2 separate regions of the Mus musculus genome follow, and region 1 is linked to region 2. The links are chromatin contacts, called in public Hi-C maps. All regions are on one chromosome and are shown on one strand. The core of a region is the stretch at or near the end of the contact, and the rest is flanking DNA. Distances in the headings are between cores, read along the strand shown. Region 1 has its middle 90 kb from the start of Upp2. Region 2 overlaps Cytip (cytohesin 1 interacting protein).

Region 1 (5,985 bases), core at 1,937-4,436, 530 kb after region 2:
TATAATTAGGAAAAAAAAGAACCGTGTGTGTGTGGGGGGGGGGTATAATCTGCATTAGTGTCGTCTGCCGATGACTCATAATTTAATTAATTCTTGTTGCTAATGGAAACCTCTGGTTGAATAAGGCAAAGTTGTATTTTAGTAGCAGCACTTGGAAGTGGATGGAATAAGAAATCTATCCAACACCAAATCTATGGACATAAGGGTATCCGCACCGATCTTTCCAACTTTTGTAAATCTCTGAATCAAAATACTGAGTAATAAAACAGCTGTCAACCTTTATTTCTTCCATTTATGTCAAAAAACAAAATCCCTGCTTAAAGTCTGCCATGGTCAGACACTACTTAATACGCTGCTTAGGCCATTGTGAACAAAACACTCCCTCCCTGTTAGGGAGCTCTGTGATCGATCGTCACGGTGGGGGACAGATAATAGACATAGGCCCTGCTTGCTTTCCATGTTGCCTGACCCTAAACCGTGTACCACACCTATCCCTTTTCTACTTAAAGAAAAGATTTTTTTCGTGGCTTATTAGCTATTTGATTTCCAGCAGCCTTTTGAGCCATGATTTTCACGTATCGGAAGTAAAGATCATCACTATAACATGATGGTACTTAAACATGTGAGATGAGTGGTGTGGAGCTGCTTGCTTAGCAGGTGCTGGAGAGAGACCAACACTCTCGTATGTAAACAGCACAGGTCTCGGTTCCTATTACTTCTCAATGTAAGATAACTGGGGTTCCTTTGGCGTGTAATGAAACTGCTTCATTCACTGGGTTGAGGATGCTACTGTTGATCTGTGATGCCTTATCATCGGGCTCAGACACTGCCATCTTGCCAGTAGGAACAGGGAGTCCACTCTTCTACTGGATTTCCGTAGAACAACCCCTTCCTCAAGCCTGTCGCATTCTCCCCTCCTCCCTCTTCCTTGATGATTTTAGTATCTTGCTATACAGCTCAGATTAGCTCTTAACTTGTTATCCCCCTGTCTCAGCATCTAGAGGGATGGGATTATGGGTGTGTGTTCTAGGCCCAGTTTACTGTGTTCTTCTTTTTCTCCTACACAGAAGCTCATGGCTTGAGTGGCCACTCAGCTGTCTCACGGGGTTTCCTGAATAGCTCTTTCCAGGGGCCAGGCTCTTACTGTGTTCTCCACAGCCCACTAAGTACAGTCTTGGCTGTGTGTGCTGCTGAATATTTCAGTGAGACTTTTTATTATATTTATTTATTCACTGGAGCTGAGAGGGGCACCACAGCATAGGTGTGAAGTTGGGAATTCCTTCCATTGTGTGGGTCCCAAGGATCCAACCTGAGTTCTGGAGCCCTGTCAGTCTTTTCCTTTAGAGGACTTTGAGAAGATTATAGGCCAGGCTTGTAATCTTCCTGCCCCTGGGAATTAGTGTTATGAGCCACCACGCCTGGCTAACTGCACTCCAGTCTTCATCCTAAGATCACTGAGATACGGGCAGGGAAATCAATAGGCTTAATTGATATTTTAAGAAGGATTTTCAGGCTTCTCTGTGAGGAGTGAGTATCCGGGTCGAGACTGGAAGGGAGATCCAACTGTCTCCCAGATTGAAACTGCACACACTGGGTCAAGTGGTTTGGAGCAGCTGGGCGAGCCTGTTTGGAAGCAGAATTAGGAGGTAGCACTTACTGGTATCAGCAGCGGAGGAGTGAAATGAGTGGGTGACGCTTGAGGTTGAATATTTCTGTAGATTTATGTGACTGCACTACTTATTAGAAACGGGTAACTGCGATACTTAATAAAAACCCTACTAAGAGCATGTTGCATGTTTGATGTTACAGTGATAGTGGAGGATTCGTGGGTGAGCCTCAACAACTAGGTTTGCAGTGTAACCCCTGATAGCCTCTGCAGGTCCAGAGGCCCTCAGATTCTACGACAGACTCCTAGGCCTTTGCAAGCCTCAGTCTCATGTACTCCATGAGTCTTCTTTATGCAAACAAGCCTCTTATCTCCCAGCTTCTAAAGTTGGTTCGTCTTCTACCTCAGGAAGACTCCAACGGGGAACAAGCTGCTATCCCTGCACCCCCAAAAAAGAATTCAACCCAATATCTAGACTCTTCGGTGGTATAGTGTGTGTGTTCAGTTTGCAAACAACAGTTTACACTCCCCCAATCCCCACCACACACCACCTCTTTGAATTCAAGAGCTTAGTCTGTTTAAGTCTCAAGTTCCCACTGTGAGGCAGAGAGCACTTAACCCCTTGCAGAATGCAGCCTGTGCTTAGACCTATGAGAACATTACCTTCTTCTCCAAGAACAGGAGATATGTACTCCGCAGTTTTACAAATAGAAGGGTCATTAGCATTGACACCAACCAACCAACCAACCAACCAAATAACAAACAAACCAAACAACCCTAAAGAACTGCTTTGGCAAATAACAACCTCAAGGGGGCGCCCTACCCTGCCACTCTGGAAACTCCCCCCCCCCCCAACCCCCTTCCGGGATTCCCACTCTTGCTCTGAAGTCAAGACGCCAGACAACTGGTCTTATTTTGAAAGAACACAAGAGTTGCTTTCCACCTCAGTTAAGTGACGGGATTCCTGGCAGGTTATCTTTCAGGCAGACGAGAGGTTGATGGATCTTCCTGGGAGACAGACTTTGAGCTATAGAGAGCCATCATGCGATTGACCACTATCGCAGCTCCCGTTGTCCCATTGCTGTCTCCACATAATGGGAGTCTATGACCGGTATGGATTTCTGTTGGCTTTCTTCTCTGATGCTGGCCTTCAGCTTCGGTTTGTCAGCCTCTCAGCAAGTGCAGCAGGAAGCAATAACAGCTCCTTTTTTGTGTTTGTCCCCTCTTCTCTGCGACCCCCGATGGGCAATGCACTGAGCACTTTACATGCATCGTGGCATAGCCTTGTGATGATCATTCTGTGAAGTGCTAACATCACTATATTTGCTTTACACTTGAAAATTGCAAAGTGTGAGCAATTAAGTCCTTTCTTTGCGGTGACCTATTTACAGTAAGGGTTTGCGGCTTCTTTCTGCCTTGCATTCATTTTTCTTGTCTCCTTTGCTTCTTTCTTCTGGCTTGTGCTTCCTACTGCCAGCCTTTCCATTCAGCTAACTTTGCCTGACAGATGGAGCTTCCTCAGTTCTCAGGTGCCCTGAAGGTTTCCTGGCAACCACCTGGTCTTGAGGTCCTCAGCTGTCACAGCAAGCACTCTCTGCTGCCCCCACCTGGCAAACTCTAGCACTGACTCGTTTCTTGGCCAATACATTTGTAAGAGTTTTCCACTTTTAAATTTTCATTAGTAAGATGCTTATATGCGGCTGTTTAAATTAAGATAGGAGTGATCAACTTCTAAGGAAATACAGCCTGCAAATGAATTTAAAAGGATGGAAGCTCCCCGTGTGATGGGGTACATTGGGTCTCAACGCAAGTTAATGGAAAGTGAAAATGTTCGCAATTCAGAATTGGCTTTAAGTTTTCCTTGTGATTTTTGGAGCGACTTTGCATTGTTTTTAGTGTATTTCTTCTTTATGACTTTATACTTGAAACTTTGCCAGAAGTTCCTGAAAAAAATTTAATCTAAAGTGCAAATTTACTATTTTACAAGGAGTCATTACTTTTGAGCTTATTAGAAAAAAAGCCAACTCGAGGTCAGTAATTACCTCACAGAAGGCTGAGTGCTGCTTGTTTCTCTTGTGTGCCAGGCCTAGAGTAAATGTTCAGAGCTCGTTTGCTGATTTAGAAGGAACACACAAGTGGTTCTTTATGAGGTACCGAGAAGAGTTGAAAGGGAGTCTTATCTGACTTGGGTTAACCCTAGAATTTATTTTAAATACATGGTTGTTTGAAGACTTTCCTCACTAAAATACTGCACAAGAACAAAGAACGGGTATCCTGCGCTCACACGGCTAAGGACTTTCTAAAGCATTTGGATTTCTTACCTACGATTAGCTCAGTTATTGCTAGGCTGATCAATAGGCACAACTCTGAGATCAAGAGCAATTCAGAGCACTATTCTCCCTTCAGCCCATGTTCATTGTTTACCGTTTGAATGAGACCTGTAATCAGCATTATTTACCAATCTTTACAGTGGAACTTTAAACCAATGGTTGTTCCTCTCTTCACAGGTATTAAATACCATTTCAAGCATCCTTTCAGGGATTCTGGGCTTCTTAACCAAGTCCATTTCCCCAGACTTTGCAGTCCATGGAAGGAACATTGAACCTGAAAGAGTCTTTGAGAAGTATTTGTTATTTAACTTGAGGCAGCTGTTCTTAAAAAGTTACACAAGTCTATAAAGTCTTTAAAATAGATTTAAAAAAAACCAGTTAAGATCTAGCCTTGAAATACATATAAAATACATACTAGGAATTTCCTTTGACATTCTTTGCTATTACAAATACTATTATAACTAACAATTCATCCAATTATAGACAATTAAATTAGGATTCAACTGCTAAAAATTAAACACATATATTTGGTGGGCTCTCTGAGCCAAATTGCCTTAGAAATGTCATTGTTTATTGCCGAAAACTCTAAAGCATGTATATAACTGTAGGAAATACTGAAAGCAGTCATCTTCCCCCCTCCTTGTCCTTGAATTTTTGCCAAGTATCATCAAATATCAGATACACACTGTAATAGCAGATTTGCTTGAATGTCACTATTAATCTAATCTGTAACCTTTAACCTTTTGTTTGAGGCATTTCAGAAACTTTACACAGATAGCTAATGTCCAGAACAACCAGAGCCAAATGCAATAATCTTACAGTTGAAGGACAGCCAAGGCACACTCTTTCTGAGGATGCTTTTCCTTGGAGCCAATATGAAGATGAAAAATGGCTTTTGTGAGCACAGTCGTCATAGAAAAGGCTTTTTTTTTTTTTTTTTTTTTTTTTTTTTTTTTTTTGTCACAGTGCTGGGCAGATTTTTCAAGCCAAGGGCACAGTACTGTACTCTTTGCAGGTCTATTTTTAGGTTTCCATTTCTCAACAGGATGCTCTGGGTTTTGCGTTAGCGACACGCAGGCTGCACACTGTGGTGGAAGGAGCAGACAGCCTGCTCTGTGCACTCCCCACACCCCAGGATCCATGGTCACCTGGCCATAGCCTATTTTGTGGTCTTGGGGATCTAGTGACCTCTTCTGGATTTCCTAAGTGCTCAGCACACCTTAGGTTATCTATTAGTCACACATTGCCAAGATCTTGCAGTATGCCTCATTGGGGTCCAACAGGGCTTGGAGAGTGGTTTAGTTTAGGTTGAGAGGTAAGAGTCCCAATAGCAAAGGCACCCTGATTGGAAGTACCAAATGCTGTTCACTTGTTTTTAACATGAAACACAGAGGGCATAGACATCTGTAAATTAAGTAAATAAATGCATTTCTCTTTTACATCATGGCACTGCCACTGAAAATATGGAAGAATGAGCATTTTAAAGCTAAAGAAAAAGGACGAGGAAGCTACTTCGGTACCGGCAGAGTCTCTGGGGAAGATACTTCTCGTGTCATAGTTCTGCGTTATTTTTCCCAGAAGGAAGCTGCAAGATCGTTAAAGAGTAAATTTGGAATCTGTTATGAACAACACTTTGACTTTATGAAAAGTTTGGAGCATACATCTTCTTAAAATATTGTCTTTATCTTTCAGTGAGATGTCAGTTTTCTGCCCTGGATGTTGAAACGCAGCGTCTTCCAGCCCTCATTAACTTGGACTTCTCCTGTGCACCAGCTCCATCTTGTGGTTGCTTGTCAACTTTCCACAGTTCTAGGCACAAACACAACTCCTTCTACTGTCCTCGTAGGCTGGACAGAATCAAGCAGGAGCGAAGAGTAGGCTCGCAGCTTTCCACAAAAGGCCGTTGATGGGTGAGGTTGGAAGTAGGGCGAAGCAATAAATTCTCAAAGCCTGCCATCAGGGACACACGACTCCTCGCAAGGCTCCTGTCTTTAAGTGTCATAACCCAAGCAGATCCACTGGGGATGCTCAAATATGTGAGCCACGGTA
Region 2 (5,889 bases), core at 3,365-5,864:
AAGGGGAAGGTCAAAACAGACACTGGGGTTAAAAATAAAAAGGTTGGGGTTAAAACCTTTGACTAGACACAAGGAACATAGACTGGCTAGTAAGGTCAGGACTAGCAGGCCCGACAGCCAATGTCCTGGGGGAATGGATAAAGTCTAGAGATGATGTGTATGTTGACATGAGTGCTACCATGTCAAAAGACCCCAGTGTCTCAGACCCACAGAAATGGCAAGGCCTTCCCCTGGTCAGAATATAGATGGTGACAGTGTGTGAAAGTATCAAGTATGGCTTTCTCCTCTGGGATATCTGCAGCCTTAGACTGTTCCTCTACAAAGAGACCTCTTACCAAGATTAGCTAACCCACACCTTTGTTAAGCTATGTCACAAGCATGCTGAGTTTGCTGGATGCTGGAACATCTTCATCAAAGCACGTGACCTACTCTATCCAGCTTTTCTGTTCCTATGTCTGTTGTTACATCATTCCAGTGTCCGAGTCAGGTCAATCCCTTGCAGGTTGCAGCACTGCAGGAACATAAACAAGGCAGTTGTCCTTCCCTATAGTCTTGCTTGTGTTTCAACTGTGACAGACTAAAATGTAGGTAGTACATCTTCTAATAAGAAGTGTCCATCTAATTCAGAAAGGAGACTGCCCCATAAGCAAAGACCTAACATGAAGTAATAAGGACAGTCGCAGCTACACCTTTGTAGCTTTGATTGAGTTTTCCCTCTGAAATGATTAAAGTGCAAACTGATCATATAGAGGCCACAATTTAATTAACAGCTGGCAATATAACTACGATATCAACGACGAGAGGGCTATCAGCTAACAGACAGAAATCAAGGCCAGTAGCTAACTAACAGAACTCAGAGATGAACAAAGCTGGAACTCTGCAAGTACTCTGGATAGAGTGGGCAGCATGCAAACAGGGCATGATCATTCCCGTGATTGAAGCAGTAAGATATGCTCAGAGTGTGTTGTTCCTCTATTAGCATGGGCCATGATACCCTAGAGAACTGATCCATCTCAATAGAAATGATCACAGTCTTTGTCAATTTCTGTTGTAAATCCTATAAACAAAAATGAAAAAAAAAACACTTCTAGACAGATATTTTCAGGGCTTTTTCATTCTTGGGAACCCCTCCTGTTTTCAGGAGTTTCCCCTTTGATTTGTCACCTTTCCCCATCTTTCCACAATAAAGCTTGTTAGTTTTACTCCCACATGAGTCTGTGCCATTACTATTCATCTGAGACAACTCAAAAGCCACTGTTGATTTTTTTGGTGAGAGTTGAGTTTCAGACATTTTAAGTCCCTGTATCATACACAACCCTGATGAGAAAGCTCCAGTTGTTCTAATATAACTCCACCAGAACCAGCAAAAGAGTAACGATTCCTAAAGAAGCCAAGAGTATTGGCTACATCCAAGAAGAAATGGCTTTCACTTCTAGCCAGGACAACACTGACAAGCCATGACCACAGGCTCTGCATCCCTGATCTCTCTCTCTCTCTCTCTCTCTCTCTCTCTCTCTCTCTCTCTCTCTCTCTCTCTCTCTCTCTCCTCTCCCCTCCCCTCTATCTTTCCTTCTTTCTTTCTTTCTTTTTTTTTTTTTTTTGTATCCTGTCTCCAGTTGTTCTAAGGTGCTTTTAGACTGCCTTACACTCCATATTTGGGAGACAGCACTGCTGGTATACCTGAGAAGTGTGCCGAATAACACACACGGAAAAAAACAAAACAAAACAAAAAAAACATGTGTCTTAGTTCAAAGAGTTTATAGGCAGCAGGTCCCACTTAGATAAATTTTACTACTTATTATCCTACAGACTTTACTTCACTTTTTTAAAAATCAAAATTGCTTTCTATAGACCAACTAGAAATTCACTTAAATGTATCAGCTCTGTTGAAGACACACAAACACATACACACACACACACACACACACACACACACACACACCCCGAAAGGGTGGAGGGAGAGAGTGTGCTTGGAATCAACCTAAGTCTTTATCACATGGTTATTTACTTGAGCATACAGGTAATGAACAGCTGTATCACCAGAACAGAGTTTAATGGATGTTGAAATAACATAGAGCATGATTGACAGGTGAGAGTACAATACAAGCACAGCTAACAAGGAACTTCGAGCTGAGGTGATACCTATGTGGAATGTTTAATGAGGTGTAGCAGGAGATAAACATACAGAAGAAATGTTCCTTCCCCATTCTCATTTTTAGAATTTTAGACATTTGCAGAAAATACAATCACAGATCTATAGATTTGATCCTGAGATTTCTGGCCTTGGCATGAATGTTCAGGCAGAAAATAAAAATTGAAATGGGCGAAAATAATGAGAGTCTCACTCACTCTGTTTAGAGATGGAGTGGGGAGTGGCATAGGATCCCAGCACCAAGAGCTCTCCTCTGCACCAATACTAGGCATCTCTCCCGCCTCACTGTCACTGCTGAAGTGAGAAGATGCGTATGATGCTATGTTTTATGATCCTTTAATGGTTTGAAAACAATTTTAATTCTCTCTTGGGCAAGCTCCCAGAGGCTACAGAGTAAATGAAGCAAATAGGAGGTTTTGTAGTCTATCAAATTAACATATTAAAAGCAACCCAATAATTATATTCTGTCGGTCTATATTCTTACTTGATCTAAGAATTCTCCACTTTTTACATGCATGGTCAGTATAATAAATATTTTTGTACTTTCCTGGCCAGCATTAGAATGAGCAGACATATTATTACATTATTTAACCTATTACTTTCCTCTTGTGATGTCTGTTTAGAAGTTGAACACTACTGATTGAAACAAACAAACGAACAAAAACAAACCTCTGATATAAGACCCCAAAAATAACAATATAAGAACTTAAAGGTCACTGCTGCTGTGAGATGGGATGTGAGCTTCACAGTCTATCTGTACTTTCCCACTAAGCCAGGGGTTCATCTTGGCGGGTAGAGAGAGGATTGTGAAACAAGCCAATTCAAAAGGTCTGCAGCAGCCCATCAAAAGCGACTCTCTTCCTCTTCCACTGCACGATGAAGGCCAGGGATGAATTTCAAAATTTGTTTCCGGACACTACCCCGTCTGCTTTTCCGGGGCAGGGTCCCAAACACGCTTGAGTAATTGCTCTCCCACAAGGGAGAAAAGGACCCACTACTAGTGACACTGATGCTCCGGTTTCTCCTGGAAGAAGCATTCCGCAGAATCTCGTCTCCATCCTTAGAGTGAAAGCACTCATCGTCGGTGCTGGTCTGCCGGCTGAAGGCACCCCGGATGGAGTCCTCAGACATACTGCTCCGGTAGCCGTCCTCACTGTCCACTGTGAGGGAGCTCAGCCAACTCTTACAACTGCTCTCACTGGACAGTCGATGCCGGTCCAGGAGGGCTGGACTCGGCCCCAGCAGATTTCCAAACAAGGACGACTCGTCGAGGTCCATGTTTTCCAAATTTGGGGAGTTTGCTGTGTCTCCTACAATACAGAGAAGAGTCTATTGTGAGTTGAATTCAACCAGCAGTCCCTACAAGAAAGCACACCCAACTTCAAAGAACTCAAGAGAGGAAGGACATATTCTCTGGCCCAAGTTTTCACTTGCACAAATAAAGTTAGGAGGGTTAACCAAGCTAGCACCCATGGACTAGCTATAAGAAGGTCATGAAAATTATAACTTAGAATACATTTAAGCAAGATAATCCATGCCCATAGCTTGGATCTAGAATGTACTCCAGAAGGTTTGCATGGAGATGCTACTGGGAGATGGTGAAAATTTTAAAAGTTGCTACCTCCCGGGAAAATTTAGTCTTGGATTAAAACTTCTGTTTCTTGCTCCGTTTTCCCTCACTCTCTAGCCACTAACAGCAATTTTAGTCTGCTGAGTGTTTCTGCCACGATGTACTATCACAGGCCCAAGCCAGTTTATTATGGACTGAAACCTTTGAACACTGAATCAAATAAAACTTTTATTTTTTGTAAGCTGACTTATCTTAGTGGCAGAGAGGACTGTACTTGACTTGAAATCAGTTCAATGCAAATGACACTGAGACAGTGTGACTCTGTGAACCTCCAAGTGCTAATGTCTTAAATTGTGTAACCCCGGAAACTTTTATGAAAATGCTCACAGAAGGGAGGTCAAAATAGATGCTCAGAAAGTTCTTCTCTGGTTCTTATGATCTGTCTCTGTAAAGAATCGGAAGCTTATTATAAAGCTATCTAACTTATATGGGGAAAACAGCTACAAACCAGAACATGTGCTTATAAAAGGTTTATGGAACCAATTATACCTTCCAGTCTCAATATCCCAAATTTCCTCTGAGAATGGCTGAATGTTTTAGGATGCTGCTGTGCTTAGAAAGCACCTCTCTCCTCAGAATTCTAGCTGCTTGGCCAAGTTTTCCTGTCAGTGCTTTATAACCCACAAATGGGTTCCCCAAACGGAAGTATGAGTCACATTCTCTCCTGCCCACCTGTTTCTCATTGCTTGGACAGCTAGTGTGCTCAGAAAACCATAACTGAGAATGTGAGTCTATTTAAAAAAAAAAAAAAGGTACAGGTTGCCAAGTCCTCCAAAAGGCATCCTGTGTTAGTTCTCTTTACTCTGTTCTCCTGTGGCTTTGGTTGACAATGTAGAAAGAGACTGTTCTGCCTCCATTTGATCTATGAAGCCAAGCACAGCCAGTTTACATCTACATCATGCTTCCTTTCTGCTACAACTGGGTTGTTTTGTCTTTCGCTGCTGATAAATCCGGATGGAAGAGCAATTGCTTTATAGACCCCCGTGTCCTGAGTACTTCCTCTAGTTCTAGGAAAAAGCAGATGAATGAAGACCTCTAGTCCCTCAAAAAATGTGTACCAATGTAGCTCCTGATATTAGATCTACTTAAGACTATTCCTGTCCATGTGAAAACTGTATGCTGGGCTGTTCAGAAACCTTCAGTAGTTCAGCAAAGGCTTCTGAAACACTCCACGTCTATGAAAAGCAGGAAGTTGAATAAGGTTTCAAGAATCTCTCTCTCTGGCCCATTGGTCGTGCAAACTTTATCTGCCTCAGTACAGGGGAATGCCAGGGCCAAGAAGTGGGAGTGGGTGGGGGAGCATGTGGGGGACTTTTGGGATAGCATTGGAAATGTAAATGAAATAAATACCCAATTAAAAATTAATTAATTAATTAATTAAAAAATAATCTCTCTCTCTCTCTCTCTCTCTCTCTCTCTCTCTCTGTGTGTGTGTGTGTGTGTGTGTGTGTGTGTGTGTTTCAAACTTGTCTAGTATAAAGTGAAAACCAAGTCTCTAAACTGTTAATCAATGCCTAAATAATAATTAAGACTATAAAGGAACTTTAGAAGACAGAAAAAAATAAAAGACTATAAGATACAAAGTTGAATAGACTTTGGGATAGATATTTGTCAGAAGACATGAAATTGGCCAAAAGATATATGAAAAATATGTGGCATCATTAATCAACTGAGAAGCACAAATAAAAACAGGATGAGAGTCATCTCACCCCTGTAAGATGCTTACACCAAATAGATACAAGATAAAAAAAAATCAGTGGTGATGGGGAAAAATAAATTCACACAGTTCAGCTGCCATGGAAAACAGTACAGAGGCTCCACAAAAAAACAAACAGCAAACTGCCATATAACCCAGTACTGTCACTAGCGTATGGATATCCATAGGAAACAGGATCGGTATTTCAACAAAACCTGTGCTCGCATGCTCAGCTCATTCACAGTAGCCAAAACATGGGATCTGCAAAGATATCTGTTAACTGATGAATGTGGGAAGAAAATACTGCAGATGCATAGAGGAATTCCATTCACACACAACAAAAAGAAAAAAATTCATATTTGTGATGGCATGTATGAACATGGATGTGTTAAATGAAAAAAGCACAAGAAC

Evidence for each region. Hi-C and Micro-C count contacts between places; a contact is called where the count stands out from the background.
Region 1: a contact with region 2 is called in a Hi-C map of cerebellar granule neurons, with 2.7 times the contacts expected there. The contact joins two enhancer-like sites. A contact is called at or near these places in 1 of 15 datasets of contacts at CTCF or cohesin (the NIH/3T3 cell line), 2 of 484 Hi-C or Micro-C datasets (cerebellar granule neurons and cerebellum) and 2 of 115 datasets of contacts at active chromatin or transcription factors (embryonic stem cells and large pre-B cells).

What each region holds. Positions count from the first base shown.
Region 1 is chr2:58,662,450-58,668,434 of GRCm38.p6, forward strand. It overlaps a transcript of Upp2 not described here. Among named protein-coding and RNA genes, the nearest start is that of Upp2, 90 kb to the right of the region's middle. Within about 2 kb of position 3,187, at least 6 of the 459 cell types and tissues checked have an H3K27ac peak or open chromatin away from gene starts, as enhancers often do. A contact at or near this core is called in cerebellar granule neurons and cerebellum, where this site is marked.
Region 2 is chr2:58,130,732-58,136,620 of GRCm38.p6, forward strand. Cytip (cytohesin 1 interacting protein) reads right to left here. Exons shown (of 8, transcript NM_139200.4): 8 at 1-3,462. The coding sequence ends at 2,996. Among named protein-coding and RNA genes, the nearest start is that of Cytip, 26 kb to the right of the region's middle. Within about 2 kb of position 4,615, at least 71 of the 459 cell types and tissues checked have an H3K27ac peak or open chromatin away from gene starts, as enhancers often do. A contact at or near this core is called in cerebellar granule neurons and cerebellum, where this site is marked.